Linked DNA regions of Mus musculus: all the other regions are linked to region 2. A link is a contact called in public HiChIP or PLAC-seq, Micro-C and promoter capture Hi-C data. All regions are on one chromosome and are shown on one strand. The core of a region is the stretch at or near the end of the contact, and the rest is flanking DNA. Distances in the headings are between cores, read along the strand shown.

Region 1 (2,711 bases), core at 87-2,586, 580 kb after region 2:
TCTGCAAAGTCCAGTCACAGCAGAGAGCCCAGGGAAAGGCGGTTGCCACTTGTTGCTTATCAGGTTGAGCCTGTCACTACTACCTGGGTCCTTTGTCCCTGGTAATCCTGGTGTCTAAGCCATGCTACTATTTAGAAAGAACATTCAGAGCCCACAGGCAGGAGGATCCTCTGACCCTGGACTCAGAAAGCTGAGATGAGAGGGCCCTGAGACTCCAGTGTGACAACACTGTGAGACAAGCTGCTGTCTACAAAGAAAAACAATCTCCATGTACCCCAAGTTTTCCTAGCTACAGCTTCCAAGATCTGGGTCCCTTTACATCTATGGTTTTCAACCTTCCTAACGCTGCGACCCTTTAATATAGCCCCTCGTGTTGTGATGACCCCCAATCATAAAACTATTTTCATAACTACGCAATAACTGTAATTTGCTAGTGTTATAAATCATAATGTTGAGAACCACTGCTTTTATATTTATTTCTATCCAAGGAGGCTCTTCCCTTAACTACAGAGGGAGCACGACTAAAGCAGAAATTCTTCTACAAAGACACCAAACAGTGCTTACTGAGTGATGCCTTGGGATCTCTGAAAAACAAATCACAGCTCTCAGCGGGAAGGCAACGTGTCCTCACTACTTACCACAAATCCATGATCATTCATGTTCAAAATTAAGTTCTGGCCCATGACAGCCAGTCCGATCAGTGCAATGTCAGCTCTGAAATGACAAAAAAAAAAAAAAACAATAAAGCAAACACAAAGAAAGGATATTAGTGTTACTTAGTGGCTTTTATTAGGACTGGCAGCCTGCACCCTTCTCGGCTCACACCATGCACCTAGGATCGACCGCACCCTGCACCCCACAGTTCCATGGAAGTTCCTTCTAAAGGGCGTCCGGGCACACGAAGCCACCCATGCCCTGCCCCTGGCCCTGCCCGTCGTTCCTTATGGCCTGGCCAGCACAAGGGGCGTGGGCCGTCCCCGACCCAGCGCGGCCTTCCTTCCCCGCGAGCCCGTCGCAGCCGCAAGCTCCCACGAAGGGGTGGCGGAGCTTGCGCTGGCCATGGCGGGGACCCTGAGGTGCAGGGGTCAGGGCTGCGCGAGGAGACCCAGGCGACCACCGGGGCTGAGGAGAACAGGGAGACAACTGAGCAGAGCCCCGCCATCACCACGCTCAGCCCCGGAAGTCTCCCGGGCCCGACTGCGCGTGTCGGTCACTCACTGGGCCATGGCGGAGGCAGACGAAGCAGAGTCGAGGAGGAAGAAACGCGAAGGACCGAGCGCTCCGAGGCAAGTACAGTGAAGTCCGGCTCCCGGCGCCTCGAGAGGCTTACAGAGACGCTGGCCAATCAGAAGACAGGGGTGGGCCGATGCCCCACGCTATTGGGTCTCTGCGGCGCCTGTTATACCACCTGAGGGCAAACGGACCCGCCCACCCCCGGGGCCCAGATCTGTAGAGCGCCGAGCAGTCGATGGCACCTCGAGCTGGAGAGGAGCGTTTAAAGGGCTTCTTCTAAGTGTTCTAGGAGCGTTTAAAGGGCTTCTTCTAAGTGTTCTAGCGGGACCTTGCACGATGCCTCCCGCTCGTGCGGAAGCTCGGGTCTGCAGCTCGGCGTGAAAGAGAAGACATTAAGGGCTTGGTGCAGCCCTTACCAAGCCCACTGGCGTTTTTGATCCATGGCTGCTGCTTCCCTTCACTGTCCCTCAACTCTGAGGCAGGAGTCAAGTCTGTCCTATCTGTGGGAACCTCAGTGTGTACCATTTTTGCAGGTCAAGAAACAGCGGTGCAAACTAAGACGAGACGGTCAGCAAGTAAAGAGCCAAGCGGGTGGAAGTGGAACCCACTCCGCAAAGTTGGCATCTGACCTCCACGTGCAGCAGTGGCGCGTGCGCCCACTCGCACAGAAAGAGAAAACGAAGCGGAGGAGAGGCTTGAGGGGTTTTGGGGGGGTGGTTTCATAATTATTTATTTTTTGTGTATTGGTTTGCCTGCATGTATGTCCGTGTACCTCGTGCGTGGCCGATACTCGGGGAGGCAAGACTGGAAGTGAGTTCTTCCTTGTGCTTGTAGCGGAACACAAGCACTCTTCTCTACCATTTCCTCAGCCCCACTACAGTTTCCGGCGCTGGAGGTCTGGGGTGCTGTTTCGCCCGCTGGTCAGACACTTTTAGTTTCAATTTACTTTTCCATTCAGACTCAGGTGTTGGTGCGCTGCTTTCTTTTTTCTTTTCTTTTTTTTTTTTTTTTTTTTTTTTTTTTTCGGGGGGCGGGATTTTTTCTCTGTGTAGCCCTGCCTGTCCTGGAACTCACTCAGTAGACCAGGCTAGCCTCGAACTCAGAAATCCGCCTGCCTCTGCCTCCGGAGTGCTGGGATTAAAGGCATGTACTACCACGCCTGGCTAGGTTCAGGTTCTTTCCATTGCCTACTCTCTCTCTAGGAGTGGCTATCATGTCCTTCAATGAATTCCTTTTATCTTTTGTAAGTTTTGCACACAGCACATAGACATAACGCTTGATGGTAAATGAAAAGACTGGCTTGCACCAGCTTCTTGAATTTTTTTCCCTCACTCCAGTACTACGAATCAAATCGTAGGTTTTGAGCATTCTAGACAAGTGCTTTGCCACTGAGCTATATCCCTTGCCTGGCCCTAAGTGACTTTCTGTTTCTCTCTGTGTCTGTATCTGTTTCTGATAAATGCCTAATGTCCCTACTC
Region 2 (2,802 bases), core at 284-2,783:
TCCCCTTTTTCCACGTTGGCCTCTATTTCTCTACTCTCTCCCTCTCTCTGCTTCTACTACCCTCTTAACTCCCCTCCCCATGCCCTAAACTGTTCTATACTATACCTTGTAGCTGGTCCCTCAGGGGGAAGGGATGCCTTGGCATGGGCCCGCTGAAGCACCCTCTTCCCCCATCCCTCACCACACCCCCATAAAACATATTCTTATACCTCTTTATCTTTTTTTTTTTTTTTTTTTTTTTTTTTTGGTTTTTCGAGACAGGGTTTCTCTGTGTAGCCCTGGCTGTCCTGGCACTCACTTTGTAGACCAGGCTGGCCTCGAACTCAGAAATCCGCCTGCCTCTGCCTCCCGAGTGCTGGGATTAAAGGCGTGCGCCACCACTCCCGGCTTCTTTTTAAAAAAAAAAAATTTTTTTTTTAGATTTATTTATTATTAAATGTAAGTACACTGCAGCTGTCTTCAGACACACCAGAAGAGGGCATCAGATCTCATTACGGATGGTTGTAAGCCACCATGTGGTTGCTGGGATTTGAACTCAGGACCTTTGGAAGAGCACTCAGTGCTCTTAACTGCTGAGCCATCTCTCCAGCCCCCCTCTTTATCTTTTTATGTACACAACACATGCTGTCCCCGTCAAGTTCGTAAAACTGGACACGAATCTCCATCTGAGCCATTGTGACCCTGGATGCCCTGGTAGCAACTTTGTAGACCTCCCTCCCTCCCTCCGTTTGCGAGCTTGAAGTCAGCCAAGGCAGGGACAGGGCTCCAAGCAACAGCTCATGCCCTTCAGCTGTGCGTTATGACAAGGGGACATGCTCCCACTCCAGGTGGAGGCTGCTGAGTATCAGTCAGAAACCGTCCCTGACACCGTGTCAGGAATAGCTTATTCGTGGTTCGTCTTCCTTCTTTGGCATTCAAACTGTGTATGGAGCAATTAGCATTTAATATTCGGTAATTAGCATGCTTAATGTGATTCTGATAAGTTCCTTGACATTTTCATAAAAACAGCCACGTTCCCTCCCACCCTTCAAGGAGCAAGACCCAGTTTGTAAAAAGAAAAAAAAAGCCGCGCCAGTCTTTTTTGGTTTTGAATATGCATGTGCGGGGCCTCAGCTGGTAAATTTAGAAAGAGCTCCATTCTTATTCTGCAGCCACCCGCTCCTGGCTGACAATCCGGAGCAAAGTAGCCAAATGGCGCGACAATCCTCGCAAGTAAATAAAAGTCCCATGTGCGCCCAGACTAGACACGATCTGCTCAAACCCTACGGGGGTCCAAGGATGGGCCCCAGCCCTCGAACCGCTGCGCCGGCGCGGCCCGCCCCGGAACCCTCCCGCCGCCAGGGCCTCTCCCCACGTGGCCCGGCAGCCGGCCGCACTACCCTGCTGCGGCTGACAGACAGCACGGCCCAACCAATCACTGCTAGTTGCAGCCCGGGGAGCCAATGAACTCCTGGTGAAGCTGCGGGCCGGCCCACGCCGCCATTGGAGAGCCGGGGTCCCGCCCCTCCGTAGGCCCCGCCCCCGAGCGGGTTAGGTTGCGGCGCGGGCAGCGGGCAGAGCTGGTCACGTTGTGCTGGGGGGGGTCCGCGCGCCCTGCAGTCCCGAACCCGCTACGCGCTCCGTCGGCCCGCCCGCCCGCCATGGAGCCTGGCCCCGACGGCCCAGCCGCGCCCGGCCCCGCCGCCATCCGTGAGGGCTGGTTCCGAGAGACCTGCAGCCTGTGGCCCGGCCAGGCCCTGTCGCTGCAAGTGGAGCAGCTGCTTCACCACCGGCGATCGCGGTACCAAGACATCCTCGTCTTCCGCAGGTATGGCCCGCCGCGCGCCGGTGCAGCTGTCAGAAGTTCTGCGCTGGGCCCGGCCCTGCGTCCACGTGTCACTATCGGGACACGTCAGCCGAGGGGACCCCGGGACCCACCCAGCCCCCACACGTGGCTCGCCTGCCACGTGTCACCCCGAATGCCCACCCCTGGACCCCATGGCGGCCACGTGCACGCCCAGGGAGGACAGGGACCTAACCTCCCAGTGTCCCAGGACCCACGTCCCCGACTGTCTCTGCCCGCAGTAAAACCTACGGCAACGTGCTGGTTCTGGATGGCGTCATCCAGTGTACTGAGAGGGATGAGTTCTCCTACCAGGAGATGATCGCCAACCTGCCGCTCTGCAGCCACCCCAACCCGCGGAAGGTACCGCATTGCCCCTGGGTTCAGCCCTGAGCTCGGGGTCCTAGAAAAGCATGTCGGGCTGACACTAGGTGAGGATGTTTGGGGGCAGATGCTACCCAGATGACTGTCAGAAAATGCGGGTCGGTCAGGATGAATAGAGCTCCTGGGAGAGCTGGTCTCCTTAGAAGCCCCGAGAGGGGAACCCAGGCTGCCAGGAAGGACCCCGTGGCACAGAAGCGTTCTGGAGAGTAGAGAATGACTCAGAGTCCTGTAGCTGGGAAGATCAGGTTCTGTGGGAGTGGGCCTGCTCAGTCCTGACTTGTCCTTCCCTGGCCCAGGTGCTGATCATCGGGGGTGGAGATGGGGGCGTCCTACGGGAAGTGGTGAAGCACCCCTCTGTGGAGTCGGTGGTCCAGTGCGAGATTGATGAGGTGGGTGCAGTCCAGGAGGCCTGGATTTGAGTCACCAGAGTCAGCTCTGTCCCATCCTGACTCTGCACCCCGAGGCGCAATGTTCTTACCATCCCTGCCCTGTTTCCTCAGTCTGAAAAGAGGGTTCAGTAGGAAAACCAGATTGTTAAGGCCTGGCACACACCACACCATGGATGTTAACTCTTAGTGCTTTCAGAGCCCAGGCAG
Region 3 (2,737 bases), core at 201-2,700, 720 kb after region 2:
CTGTTGACAATCTAAATTAGGCTACCTCCAGATTCCACAAAGATGACAACCTGCATCCTCCGAGATACTGCTGCAAGTCTTCTCTGCTACCAGTTTATTCCACTTTCCCTAATCTCTGCACGAAGAGATACTATGCAAATCTATGCACGCCATGCAATACGCCAAGAGCCTCCAATATGGTAAAGTGGCCTTAAACATCAACAGGCCTTCGAGGGCCAAAGCAGCGGTGGATTGCGATGATAAGGACAGAAACACAGAATTTCACCCCAACAAGAATGGAATCTTCAAGCCAGTTTACCCTGAAGGCTCATATAGCAATTCACCAAAGAGAAAAAGTGATTTGGGAGCTCAATTTTGCATTTCCAGTCGGTGAGGGTTTGCGTTGCATGAACAATGACTAGCTTGCTCTGAGTGGCCTCCCAACCCCCACAACTTGGCTTCTGGTGCGGCCAGTCACCCTGAAAGCTGCCAGGGCTGTCACTCGGTGCCTACCAGCAACCGGACTTGGCTCCTAAAGGATTTGTCAGATCATCCTCCCAATATGGCTGCCAGAGTGATCCTGGTCGGCTGAACGTCGAGCCCACACCAGCCTTCCTCCCATCTGGCCAGCATCCAACAAGCCCCCTCCCTCTGCATCGCTTCCTCCGTCCAGCCCTTGCGCCCTCCGCTCTGTCGGATGCCCTTTCCTACCTTCATCGGGCTCAGGGGCATTGCCACATTCCCGGTTGGAACCCTGATGCCAACCACAATAGGGGGTGAGAGAGCAGATGAGGGGGGAGAGATCGGCTGGCTCCTCAGAGCTGCAATGTGCGCACATACGGCGGGACAGCGACCGATCTGCTGGCCCGCGGACAGAGCGGGGCCTGGCAGCCCAGGGGAAGCGGAGGGCTGGTGCAGGGCACTGCAGGGGACCGGCAGGCCGCTGGACCAAAGCCCGGCGCTCGCGGCCGGCCGGCCAGGTCTCTCCACGGAGGGCGAGGCTCCTCACCGCGGAGCCAGAGCCCCGGCCGGCCGCGCCGCTTCCTCGCTTTGCCCCCTCCAGGCCCGTCACCGGCCGGGAGTCCCTCCCGCGGGAGCGGCCCCCTACACCGGCGCCGCGGCACCACCGCCCACCTCGCCTCGGCCGCCCCACCTCAGCCTCCTCACCTCAGCCGCGCTGCGGACAGACGGGCGAGCCGGCCGAGTCAGAAGACGCCGAGGCGCGCAGGGGCGCGGGAGGCCGGGCACCGACGCACCTCAGCGCAGGCAGCGGCCGCCGCGAGCCGCAGGGCGCCGCTCCGCAGCCCCATCACGCGGCCGCCCAGCTCTGCATCGAGGATTGGCGGGAGGCCGGGGCGCGGCTGTGGATGCGGCGGAGGAACAGAGAGAAGCCCGGATCCGAGCTGTCGCCTCCCGGGACCACTGCCGTCTGACTACACCGCGACGCTGCTCGCCAAACTCCGCCCGAAGCCGCCGGCGCGGGACACCGCCCCGAGCTAGAGCGCCGAGCGTCACCTCGGCCCGCCCAGCAACCGAGACCGACGCGGAAGGTGACCAATCGCGATGAAGACCTTGAGACAGATGACCAATAGTAAAGCGTGGCTGGAAGAGGGGGCGGGAGGTGCCGGCGGAGCGACGGAGACACTCGAGCGCCCCCTGGTGGTACGGGAGCCGATGCGGGTGCGGGTGCGGGCGTGCCTGGTGGGCGAAGCCGGTGTCCAGAGTTCCCTCCCGGGTGACCCCCGGAAAGGTGTTAGTGGGTAGCAGCCGCGCCTGTGTAGCCGAATGACCCGCTTCGTAAGGGGACAAAAAGTGGCTCAGTGACCGGGCGGGACTGGACGGTCCAGATGCCATCCGGAGAGCTGGGATTATGTGGGAGCGGCCGAGTGTGGAGTCATTGTCCGTTTAGAAAAACAGCTCAAACGGTGAAGCCACCGAGCCCGGCGCGGTGGGAACGGAACCACGCTCAGGCATGAGTGTATCCAGCAGAAAGCTTCCTAGCCTATTCTTGTCGAACCCCAGCACAACACCTCCCACACGCCACCTTGGGAGAAAAGGAGGAATGAGTAATGGGAAAGCATGACTTAGTGGGCATTCAGCGTCTCCTTGGGAGATGGCGTGCTGGTGTGAGCACAGGAACAAAACGCTTTGTATCGCGCCCAGTGAATGGACTGAGCGGCCTGAGAGAGATGCCCCTAGAGGGGGTTACCAGGGCTCATAAGAACACAAAAGCTCTATGAGCCATGTTTTTTAAAAATCAGATTTAGGTTCAGCTCAAATGAAAAGCCCCACAGACGTTCATAAGCAGCTCAATTCAGTGCTTAGTAAAATATCACAATGACAACCTGCCAATCACACTGCATTTTAAGGTTAGAGGATGTGGTTTGGATTTATTAGCAGAAATTGAAAGTAAGATTTTTTTTTTTCTCTCAACCCTGACTTTAATACAGAATTACTGGGTAGAGAAAGGCCTACACACTAAAACGTGAGAATTAACTTTCTACACTAACGACTCTGGGCAATCACCATGCCACTGAAGTTCCAGACTCCCACTATTCCACATTCATTGGACACTTCTCATTGTGTTTATTTACTTGTTTGTTCTTGTTTGTTCAAGACAGAGGGTCTTGGTAGCTCAGGCTCTCCTGAAACTCACCAAGCAGACAAGGCTGTCTTGAAACCTACAGAGAGATCTGTCTACCTCTGCTTCCTGACTGCTGGGATTAAAGATCCGTACCACTAAGCCCAGCTCTCATTT
Region 4 (2,860 bases), core at 239-2,738, 550 kb before region 2:
TGAAACTGGAAACTATAATCCAGAATAGGGCAGAAGAGAGAGAGGCAAGGTCTCCTCACAGCTCACGAGAGAGACTGTTTTGAGCACTCACAGGGAAGAGCTTCGACCCTGGGTCCCTGGAAGGTTTAATGGCAAACACGCTCTATATCCAGGCAGAACTGGAATGCATCACCACCAGACTGTGGGACCAGGTTAAGGACTTGCTAGGCAGTCATCTCCCCCATTCCCTGAGGCAGAGGGTCAAAGAGCATCTCTGGTTGGAGGCCTGAAGCACTCAGTCCTCTCACTACACCAGTTACCCAGGACAGCATCTGGAACACCTCACCTCATAGTCTTTCCTTGGAAGAATCTCATCCTCTTCTTCCTGTGTCTCCCCAAGGATGGTCTAGAAAAACAGATTCACAGAATGGAGATCTTTTAATGGGTTAAGGGTACAAGGAGGGTAGTATTATTAAAATCGAAATTAGCTAGAGCCATCTTCAAAGAGGAACAATGTTTCAAAACCATGAGCTCTACATTTCTATTGATCGGCGAATTCTTTAAATCGTAATGCTCACCTTCAGGACACCTGAAAGATGTCTGATGGCAGCTTCGTTGGAGGAGAAAATTCGTGTTTCATTTGACAATAGACTGACTACGGAATCGGGGGGAATGAATCAATTCTGAGAACACAACTCAAGTTTTCCCAGCTTGCTTTGCACGGGGAAGCTGGATCACCAGTGACCCAGAAAGAGTGAAGGGTAGAGAATAAGAACAGGCCAGAGAAACTACACCAACGGCATGGGCGTCACGTCCCGCGCAAGGGCTCATTCTACAATGCTTGCTTCGTTCAAAACTCAAAGAGAATATGGACGGCATTAATTCAAGCTGGCCGAGGCCCTCCCTCGGAGTCCAGAGAGAGGTTATAGAACAGAACTCTGGCTGGGGCACGCGGAGGTAAGCTGGATGCTTCCCGAGCCCAGGCAGCGGTCTCCGGGCCCCACCCGCTGCCACCTGCAGGCGCGGTCCGGCGCGGCCCCACCCCCGGCAACGCCTCTTGTCATCCTGTCATCCCTCCGTAGCCACCCCTTCCCCAGCCAGGCAGCCGCTCACCAGCTCCTCGGGGGTGCGGCTCTCCCGTTCACCGCAGCAGCAACACCACCGGCAGCAGCAGCACACGGACCCCCTGCACCCCGCCATCTTCCTCCTTTGCTGCCGCTCCGGACCACCTAGGCCAACCCCCCTCCCACCCAGGATCCGCGCCTCACGTGACTGGCCCCGGGAGGGTCACGTGGCCCTCTCGAGCTCTGGGTCCGGAGACAGGGAGTGGCTGCAGACGGGTGGGGCGAGGGCTCGCGTCACATGACGCAGTACTTGGCTGGCTTCCCCTGAGACCTCTGGGCGCGGCCATGTTGGGGCGGGACTTCCGGCCGTCGTCTCGTCTCGTAGATGTGGCTTCCGCCTGCCGCTCGTCCTGTTTCCCTTAGCAACCGACAGCTCCGCCCCGCCTTCTTCGCCAGCCCTAGGGAGGTGGCACCCTCGCCGCCACCGATCTGACGCAAGAGGTAACGCAAAAGGCTTGGGACGCTGCGGATAGATTCGCAGAGTCGGGAACACACCACCGCAAGCTAGACCTGTGGGCAGGCGGTTAGGTGCTGGCCGGCCCTTTGCACGTGAAGGCTCCTTAGGGCCTATGAATACTCATGGAGGCTGTCACCCCAGCCCCACTACCTGCAGGAAGGTATCTCAAAGTTAAAGGAATCCTGGATCTGGGGCAGTGATCCAGACCCTGCAGCCTTCTGGGACCCGCATCCCCGCCACGGCCTGTGACCCATTGACCAGGTGACCCGATTACCATCCCTCAGGCCATGGTGGCTGCCTGCCATAGTGTCTGTCTGTCTAGCTCTCTCGCTCGCTCTCTGGGATTTTGTTTGGTTTGGTTTGGTTTTCGCGACAGATTCTCTGTGTAGCCCTAGCTGTTCTGAAACTCTCTGTAGATCAGGCCTCGAACTCCGAGATCCATTGCCTCCTGCGAGCTGAGATTAAATATGTGCGTTGTCATGCCTGGTTGCCATAGTCTCTTAAACCCATCTCCCTGACAGCATCTGGAAAGGAAGAGTGGACCGACCATTAGTTTCAACGCCCAGGTGTCCATAGCATCCTGCAGTTCACATGCATCTATCACAACTCTTCCGGGAGTGGTGGGCTCAGTGTTTGTCAGTCTTATTTAAATGATCAGTAGGTGGCAGCGAGGCATTTTGAGATTGGTGTGGAGGTCTTGGCAGTTTTGAGCCCAGTGAGTACTGCCTGTTTTACTACTCTGCCAGGCACTGGCGATGCCACGCCTGAGACTGGTCTTTCTGGTCCAGTCACAGGCAGGGGACTGGACAGTAGAAGGGTAAACAAATTTGTCGGTTCACAGGCTCATCCTTGTGTGATTTGGGAGCTCAACTAATAATGGATAGGGGGTGGGAACTGTTAGAAATGCTTAAACCGAGCCGGGTGTGATGGCGCACGCCTTTAATCCCAACACTCAGGAGGCAGAGGCAGGCGGATTTCTGAGTTTGAGGCCAGCCTGGTCTACAAAGTGAGTTCCAAGACATCCAGGGCTCTACAGAAAAACCCTGTCTCGAAAAACCAGAAAAAAAAACAAAAATGCTTAAACCTTGGAGCGGTTTGCTGTGCCTGAGTCAGCTCCTCCGGTTTTGTTCCAGCAGTGAAAACGAGGCATTTCCCTTGGGTGGAGGAGGAAGGCCTTTGAAGGCCTTTCTCACTCTCCATGAGAACCTGGCAGTTTTAGGTCAGAACAGAAGTGGGACAGATAGATTGGGAGTAACACTGGCACTAAGTCTGGAGTCCAGGAGGGGAAAGAGCAATGGAT

What was found. Promoter capture Hi-C pulls out the DNA fragments that hold promoters and counts their contacts. Hi-C and Micro-C count contacts between places; a contact is called where the count stands out from the background. HiChIP or PLAC-seq counts read pairs in DNA pulled down with a chosen protein or histone mark.
Region 1: an H3K4me3 HiChIP or PLAC-seq map of embryonic midbrain shows a contact between it and region 2, with 4 times the contacts expected there. The contact joins the promoter of Pgd here to the promoter of Srm in region 2. A contact is called at or near these places in 2 of 115 datasets of contacts at active chromatin or transcription factors (astrocytes and embryonic midbrain).
Region 3: a promoter capture Hi-C map of liver shows a contact between it and region 2, with 4 times the contacts expected there. The contact joins the promoter of Kif1b here to the promoter of Srm in region 2. A contact is called at or near these places in 3 of 39 promoter capture datasets (hippocampal neurons and liver) and 1 of 115 datasets of contacts at active chromatin or transcription factors (astrocytes).
Region 4: a Micro-C map of embryonic stem cells shows a contact between it and region 2, with 8 times the contacts expected there. The contact joins the promoter of Mthfr here to the promoter of Srm in region 2. A contact is called at or near these places in 1 of 39 promoter capture datasets (embryonic stem cells), 3 of 484 Hi-C or Micro-C datasets (CD8 T cells and embryonic stem cells), 6 of 115 datasets of contacts at active chromatin or transcription factors (embryonic stem cells, large pre-B cells, pancreatic cancer cells and 1 more) and 2 of 9 other capture datasets (embryonic stem cells and pancreatic islet).

What each region holds. Positions count from the first base shown.
Region 1 is chr4:149,165,369-149,168,079 of GRCm38.p6, forward strand. Pgd (phosphogluconate dehydrogenase) reads right to left here and starts at 1,337. Exons shown (of 13, transcript NM_001081274.2): 1 at 1,219-1,337; 2 at 639-714. The coding sequence starts at 1,226.
Region 2 is chr4:148,589,980-148,592,781 of GRCm38.p6, forward strand. Srm (spermidine synthase) reads left to right here and starts at 1,534. Exons shown (of 7, transcript NM_009272.4): 1 at 1,534-1,807; 2 at 2,065-2,185; 3 at 2,503-2,595. The coding sequence starts at 1,641.
Region 3 is chr4:149,306,283-149,309,019 of GRCm38.p6, forward strand. It overlaps Kif1b (kinesin family member 1B), which reads right to left and starts at 1,451. Exons shown (of 49, transcript NM_001290995.1): 1 at 1,147-1,451.
Region 4 is chr4:148,037,589-148,040,448 of GRCm38.p6, forward strand. Mthfr (methylenetetrahydrofolate reductase) reads left to right here and starts at 1,489. Exons shown (of 12, transcript NM_010840.3): 1 at 1,489-1,544. It overlaps Clcn6 (chloride channel, voltage-sensitive 6), which reads right to left and starts at 1,225. Exons shown (of 23, transcript NM_011929.3): 1 at 1,093-1,225; 2 at 326-385. The coding sequence starts at 1,179. RefSeq lists promoters at 939-1,577, 1,388-1,577, 1,830-2,860.